2 separate regions of the Gossypium arboreum genome follow, and region 1 is linked to region 2. Evidence: chromatin contacts called from public Hi-C data. All regions are on one chromosome and are shown on one strand. The core of a region is the stretch at or near the end of the contact, and the rest is flanking DNA. Distances in the headings are between cores, read along the strand shown. Region 1 overlaps LOC108480871 (chaperone protein dnaJ C76, chloroplastic). Region 2 overlaps LOC128285594 (a long non-coding RNA gene).

Region 1 (3,909 bases), core at 1,011-3,510, 200 kb after region 2:
AGAATGCAAGGAAGTAAGCACTCCTATGAATCAAAAGGAGAAGTTGTGTAAGGAAGATGGAGTTGGTAAAGTTGATGAGGGATATTTTAGAAGTTTGATTGGTTGTTTGATGTATTTTACAGCAACACGTCCTAATATTTTAAATGTTGTAAGTATCTTGTCTAGGTTTATGCACTGTGCAAATGAATTACATCTCAGGACAGCTAAGAGAGTGATTCGGTATGTCAAAGACACGAGTGATTCGGTATGTCAAAGGCACAAGTGATTTTGGTGTTAAATTCACAAGAAGTAAAGAGTTCAAACTGGTTGGCTTCTCTGACAGTGACTGGGGAGGTTCCATTGATGATATGAGGAGTACCTCAAGCTACTGTTTTACTCTTGGATTTGGTGTTTTCTCATAGAGCTTGAAAAAGTAAGAAATTGTCGCTCAATATACTGCTGAAGCAGAATTTGTTGCTGCAACAGCCACTATTAATCAAGCTTTGGGGCTGAGAAAGATATTAAGTGATCTTAACTTGGAGCAGGAGAGCACAAAGATTTTAGTTGATAACCAAGTTGCCATTGCAATTTCTCACAATCCAGTGTTTCATGGGAAGACTAAGCATTCAAATATTAAACTTTTTTTCTTCAGGGAAGTACGGAAAGAAGGTAATGTTATGCTAATTCATTGCAGAACAGAGGAGCAGGTTGTAGATGTCTTCACCAAGCCTCTGCCAGTAAGCAAATTTAAAGTTCTGAAGACAACACTTGGTGTTTGCAATTCCTAAAGCAAGGATGAGTGTTAGATGACGTGTTTAGGGCTGCTAATGTGGATTTTAAAGTTGTCTGGTTGTGTTTCGAGTAGTTGATATTTTTCAGGCATTTTATTTATGTTATGTTCATGGCTTAAGCTTAGGATCATGTTGTTAGTGGGTTGTTTTTTATTTAAATTGCAAAAAGTTGATGAACAAAGTAGTACTCCAGTTTTTCTCCTTTCATAATCTTTTTTTTCTGAAAAAAATACTAACGCATTCAATGCCGCAGTCACCCGATGAGCAGTTTGTTGCGGTGTCTCATGTTATTGTCTCTGATATCAATATTGGATATGAGGACATTGTTAACACTCAGGCCTTTGCTCACATTTGGAAGTTCGATTTCTCTCTTTTCATGGTTTTGACCATTGCCATACTACACGATGGAACCATTATATCATTTCCAAAGACAGGGTTAAGCCATCTCCTATGCCCGACTCATGGAAGCTCAAAGAGATATTTGCCACCGACATTGTCCTCGATACCTACCTTGCTTTCATGATTGTTGCTTTCATCTGGGTTGCTAACTATTCCGACTTCTTTTCGGACAAGCCTGGGGTCAAAAGACGCCACTGGGGAGCCATTCCAGCGGCTGCGTAGCCATTTCCTCACTTCGATCCTTGAGGACAAGGATCTTTTCTAGGAGGGAGTAATTGTTATGGGAGGAATTGGAAGTCTAGTTTCTGTCAATTTCTGCTGCTATAATTAACTGTAAAGGGTGGGCAGATTAGTTAGTCAAAACGGAGCATTTTGATCTTAAGTTAAACGGTGAGAATTGAATTAAATTAAACGGTGCGTTTGGGTCTACATATCAGCTGTTGTAAATACCTAGGCGTTTCTCAAATCCCTTAGGCTGTTAAAAGGGGAGAATGGTTATGCACAATGCTTATGCATTTTTGATGAATTAAATCTGTTTCGTCTTCCTTCTTCCTTTCTCCTCCTCCTTGCTATGCTGTCTCTCTATTTCTTCTATTTTCTTCTGAATTCTCTGCTTCCATTTCTGTCCTTTCTTTTTCTGCTTTTCTTCTGGCTTTCTATTTTGTTCCATAACAGTGTGTTTCCAATTTGTTCTAAATGAATCCTTACGTGATCGGTGATTCAGTGATCTCTCTCTCTTTAATTTTATAAATTTCAATTGAAAAAGAATCTGCAAAATTAATATATATGTAATAAAATTAGAAATATCAGAACAAAGTGCAAGCTTACAAATCGTACTATACACCGCATTATTTTCCTATTTATTAGTTTCTTAGTAATGTGATTCAATAATGTTTATATACATAGTTGATGGATTATTGTTATTGTACATGTTGAGACATATTGAATGGAAACCACCTCCTGCATTGATTCATGCAAAGTAAATAAATTAATTGTGTTTGCTGGAGTTTGAGAGTGGATCTGGTAGTTTAACGGTGGGAGCCTTATCCACACCCCTCCTTGAATATTCCCTCCATCTTCTCGCAGCTGCGGCAGCCCTTTTTGCTCTCTCTTTGACTTCCTCCTCTGCAATAACATTTCACCTTCAATTAGATCTTTAGCCCTAAGCAGAGTTCCAACATATCATATATTATGTTACCTGAACTCTTATATTCATTTTCTTAAAAGGTAAGTATTTGATACTTATTTGGACATAACTATCGGATATGATCTTCAAGAATATAAAATAACAAAGAAAATTGAGTATACTTGCATATTAATATTCGATACTCACCTAAAATCTAGATAAAATAATGGCAACTAAGATTGAATGTAAATAATCTGGATAAGGTATTGGTACAATCTTTATTGGTTTGGAGAACCGTTTAAAGGGAATTGAAAATCTATGTTATTCGAACACCTCATTTTTTTTTCTTTTAAAGTGTTTTCATGTTCAACCTTCATGCTCTACAAATATTTGATCTCCAAAAAAAAAAAAAAAAAAGCCTTTAAAAGATTTTAAGAACCTATGTCAAACATACTATTTATTTGTGACATCATTTCCGTGTCCATAACCAAGCAAACATGAAATGCCGTCTCATATTTACCTCCTTAGAGTTTAATTTAGTAACCCCCATACTTTCTATAATCCTATACGCTTCCAAGGCAATGGCCTTTTATTTGGTCTAAAGTAACAACACATTGATAGGATATATATACATAAAAAAATAAATCTTAAGTTAAAGCCACTGGAAAAGAAAAAAGCTTGGTCTTACTCTTACGGAAGGGAGGGATGTTCTTTTGTTGCAGCTAAAGGCAACTAATGCTTATGAGAAAAGACAGGAAAAAACAACACATTTGCAATTATCAAAATCCTCAATACCTGATTTCTTGTATTGTTTTGGCTTGCCCCAAAGGTTGGTCCAGTATGAGTCCGTTTTATCAGCATCTTTCTGCTGCATCATCCTTACTTTAGCTTGTTCCTGATAAAAGTAGAATAAGAAAGAAAAGTTTAACTCCCTGTGTTTTTAGACTTACATTCGCAAATGACTTTATACATATAGCATCTGCACTGCAGCAGAGTCTTTTAAAGAAGGCCCTTCCCTCTAACAAGTGCAGCAACTACTAAATATATTTAGTCATCTAATATGGAAGTATTTATGAAATGCTCATTCAAGTATTTGAGGTTTTGTTGAGTGTTCTTCAAGTGGTTTAACAGCACCAGCGAAAGGAGATGAGCTCTAAATCATTATACATTACCTAGACTCAGAAAGGAATACAGGCTAGGTATGGGTATCTTTAGTTTTTTATGTGTTTTCATATATTTGGAATTTCACATGCCATATTTTTTGAAGAAAGATGTCAAATATAAATACTTCAAGAAAAATGAGAAGTCCAAGTAAAATAGCTTGGTGACGTTGAACATACAAGTACTAAGTAAAAATATAGAAATAGATTTTGGCGAGGGATTAGAAATATTTTCCGGCAAAGCCTTTTGGTTGATTTGTAAGGATCCAATTACATGATCAATTGTGATCATATTGGATTTACTAGGTTGTTTAAGTTTTCTCGGAAAGTAGATTAGACCGAAATCATCCCTTGATTCTTGGATCCCATCGCCTATAATTAAGGGATTAGTTGCCTAATTTGCTGAGTTTTATTTTCTATAAGTTTGTACCTCTACAGAAGAACAAAATACAAC
Region 2 (4,135 bases), core at 1,457-3,956:
GCAGGAAAACCAGATTGCCCAAATTGTAATGGTTGTTTCCTCTTTACTGTTACTGGCTGAATTAACGAATAGCCAGTTTAACCGCTCGTTGAAACTCATAACCGCAATTGAACGTGGCCACTAATAATTTAATTTTGACAAAAATCAACTACCGGCGAGAATTACAAAATGAAATTTTATTTCAATTCAAGTGATAAAAATGATATACATAAAAATAATTTTATTTGTCCCTATTAATTAGAAAATTAAGCTTGTAAGAATCACTATTAGTCTAATACTAATAAAATGGTTGTTTTTATGAAAATTTTTGCATTTAGGATTCGGATTTATTTAATTACTATATTTAAATAATTTTTAATACTTTTACATTTAATCATGTTATATATTAATTTATACAAATTCTTTTAAAAGTTTTAATTTTTCGAATTTGTTCGATGATCCAAATATTTTGGCTCCACCCATATGGATATTTTGTGTAGGAAATTGAGGTTTTTTTTTTAATAAACTATAACAAAATCAAACTTGTAGATATTAAAGATAATTTGTTTTACTGAAAGAAACATTTAGAAAATAATTTTAAAAATGAGTTCGGATATCTGAATTATTCTGCATAACTTAATTTCCGTTGTTCAATAATTTTTTGAAATTATTTTTAAAAGTTATTATTAGTAAAATAAACGCACCATAAATTATATTTGTTACAAAATATTGTAAAATAATTCTATTGTGACAATCAAAATGTTTTATAATTAATATATTATATAAAATTAATAATAAAAAATAATTAAAACACGGTTACATATATTAAATAGATGAGAGTGGATAATTACATATTCGACCTAAAGAGATATATTAAGTTAATCATAATTTAAACAAGTATTCATATTTATGTTATTAAAATATTAATATCTTTTGTTAGAAAATATTTATTATTTATAAATTGAAGTATATATTTATTATTGAAATAATTTTTAATATTAAATACTTTATTAAAATAATAAATAATATTAATATTTTATTATATTATTGAATAATAATAATTAAATGAATATAATTGTTTAATATTAAAAATTATAATATTTGATATCAATATTTTAATATTTTAAAAATAAAAAGGTTATTAATATAATAATATTAGATTTTATTCAAATTAATTTTATATGAACCAAAAGAAAAGTTGATCTTTCTTTATCAAACTATTTCTCATAAAAAATTAAAAATATTTTCCATAAGTTATTTTTTAAAACAATCACACCTTAAAATGCTCGATATTTGCAAATTTGGGATGATAATAGTCCATAATCTTAGCATTTTTCAGGTTGACTTTTCACTCGTATGAATTTGTTCTGTCAAAGGAATAATAACATTATTTTAATTATATTAATACCACCGTCTTGAAATAAGTATTTATAATTTTGAAAATTTAAAATTTAAAATTTAAAACTTTAGTATTTGTATTTGTATTTTTATTTTTAAAATTTATTTTTATTTTAAAATTTTAAAACTCAATTTCAATTATTAATCATATTAAAATTATTTTATTAAAATTGTGTTCATTATAGTATCATTTTTATTTATTAAGTTACTAAATAAATATTTTTATTTAAAATATCATACTAATAAATTTAATAAAATATTTTAATAATATTAACAATTATAAAACTTAAAAATATAAAATATAAAAATAAAAATATAAAACTGAATTTCAAATTTCACATCTCCGTTCCTCATTAATATATATCTACACATATTAAAAAGCAAATTAGAGAAGTGAATTAAAGGAATATCAGACATTTTTTTACCAAATTTATAAAATCAAACTTCTTAATTTTATATTGTATTTTACTATATTTTAAAAAATTGAGAGCCATATATAATTCTTTTTTAAAAGGAATATAAAATATTTAAAAATGTTGCAAAAAAAACACCAAATTAAGAGGAGCAGGCCCACCAACCTCTTGTCTTCATCTCAACTACCTTTCTCTATAATTTCCTTTTGGTACAATTATGTCAAATAATGGTTGAATTAAAAATAATAATATTTCCTTTACAAGTAGAAAATGACAATATGAAACTTAATTATCATAACGGATTGAACGTATAATGTCGTGAACAAGTAGAAAATGACAATAGTGAACTTGATTTTTCATAATAAAAAATAATGGAAGTTGCACAATATAATGTTGTAAAGATGGAAACAAGTTGTACTAATGAAGTTAAGTTGTCGGCGCTTTGACAGAACTCAATGGGAAACAATTCAAGAAAGAAAAGATTCCTTTTACCATAAGGAGGGCATCAATGACGTGTTGTGATAATGCCTTCCCCCCCTCCCCCCCTCTTCGTTTTTAATTATTATCTCCATTAGTGCATCCTCTTTCCACCACATCAAGACACTTTCTCTCAACTTGAAAGGTTAAAATTCCCATTAATTAATTCCGCTCACTCCGCATCCGCATAATTTTTGGTTAATTATAACCACACCTCAAATAAAATAAAATAGTAATTATTGTTTTTTCATATTATTTGGTGGAAATAGAATAAAGAAGCAATAAATATTTTATAATTTGGTTGGTTGATGCAAGAGGGATTTTGGATTTGATTTAATGTGCACCATAATTCTTGAACCATGTTGAGATGTTGAATGTTCGACACAATTGCTAGCTCAAATTGAATAAAGACTTTCAACTTAGCATAAAAGAGAATGGGTTTTGATGCCTATTCTTGGGCCTATAGAGTCTCTTTGGCCATGAGAGCCTATTGTTAGGTCAATGACCACTAGTTGGGTATGGAAGTTCACTTCTTGAGCGTAAAAGCCACCCTTAAGGAAAGGTTCTAAAAGGAACGGGTGTAGGTGAACAACGCCACAATTAAAAGCATACACCTCTTCTTTTGCCCACTGAGAGAAAGGCATGTGACCAACAACTTGCACTAATTAACAAGTTCCTTAGCCACAAGCAACAAAACATATAAGAAGGTCTCCCTCCTTTAACATAACAACACATCCTTCAACAACACATTTCACTCTTAAGAGCATATCTCTCTAGAAATCTCTCTCTCCCTCTACGATTCTAAGCCATTATCAACAAAAGCCATTATTTAAGGCTAAAACATCGTCTGAAGGCATCCTACCTTGTCACATTTGCAACATAAGCATATCATTCTCACATACGTAGCTTATTCACTTGTTTTTATTTTATTTTATTATCTTTATCCAATAGTTGGCTTAACTATTGAAATGCATCTTGGAGGATAACCTTACGTGCCCTTTCATATTGTCTCCTTAATGAAGGTGCTTAAGGGACATTTGCCATAAGACGACTATGAAGGAAAACCATCCTCTTCATCCTTGATGTTGCCACTCGTCTAGGACTTCCTCCACAAGTGTTGGTCACTCATTCACAACATCTTTGACATCGTCACTCATCCAAGGTCCTCTTCACTAAAGATCACACGTTGACAATGTTAATCGTCTTAGACTTTCACCGCAAGAAAATGCGATCGTTCGACCAAGATCATATTGCAAGAAGAAAGTTATCATTATAGCAGACGTGATTCATTCTTCACCTCTGTTGAAGGCATTCACATGTCTTCATCATCTTTTGCCTCACCACAGACTCACATCACCTATGAACCCACATCATTGTAGACTACAGAACTTTCTCAGTCTCGATAGTTAGCTCTCGGTCTTCCGGTCGAAAAGCAACGTCGATGAAGACGTGTGGGTGCGCTATTTCGTGGTGAGGATTGTAACTTTCCATAAATTTTCCATCCATAACATTTGGTGTTCTCATTAAAAGGAGTCAACAAGCATGTCTCTTAAGAGCGTGATGTGTCTCACTTGACTAACTAAAAAAATAAAAATAAAGGCAAGTGCACCTATGGATAAATAGTATAGCTAAGGTGAGTAGAGATATCGTATCCATGAGGACTAAAAGTATTAGTAATTATCGTTGTATTATTTAGTCGATAATTTGGAGTGATAGGTTTTAAACAAAAATTAGTAAACTAATTTAACTAAGAATTCAACAGAAAATAAATCAGAAAAATAACTGAATGACAACCAATGAGAGAAACAATACCCAAGAAAGTATCCACCTAGACTTCATCTATTATTATGAATCTGAAATAAACAATT

What was found. Hi-C and Micro-C count contacts between places; a contact is called where the count stands out from the background.
Region 1: a contact with region 2 is called in a Hi-C map of leaf, with 2.4 times the contacts expected there. The contact joins two enhancer-like sites. A contact is called at or near these places in 3 of 5 Hi-C or Micro-C datasets (all in leaf).

What each region holds. Positions count from the first base shown.
Region 1 is chr12:71,372,566-71,376,474 of ASM2569848v2, forward strand. LOC108480871 (chaperone protein dnaJ C76, chloroplastic) reads right to left here. Exons shown (of 9, transcript XM_017784000.2): 8 at 3,091-3,190; 9 at 2,018-2,294. The coding sequence ends at 2,158. Among protein-coding and RNA genes, the nearest start is that of LOC108480871, 7.9 kb to the right of the region's middle. Within about 2 kb of position 2,261, at least 2 of the 2 cell types and tissues checked have an H3K27ac peak or open chromatin away from gene starts, as enhancers often do. A contact at or near this core is called in leaf, where this site is marked.
Region 2 is chr12:71,169,820-71,173,954 of ASM2569848v2, forward strand. The region is part of intron 1 of LOC128285594 (a long non-coding RNA gene); the gene reads left to right. Among protein-coding and RNA genes, the nearest start is that of LOC128285594, 3.0 kb to the left of the region's middle. Within about 2 kb of position 2,707, at least 2 of the 2 cell types and tissues checked have an H3K27ac peak or open chromatin away from gene starts, as enhancers often do. A contact at or near this core is called in leaf, where this site is marked.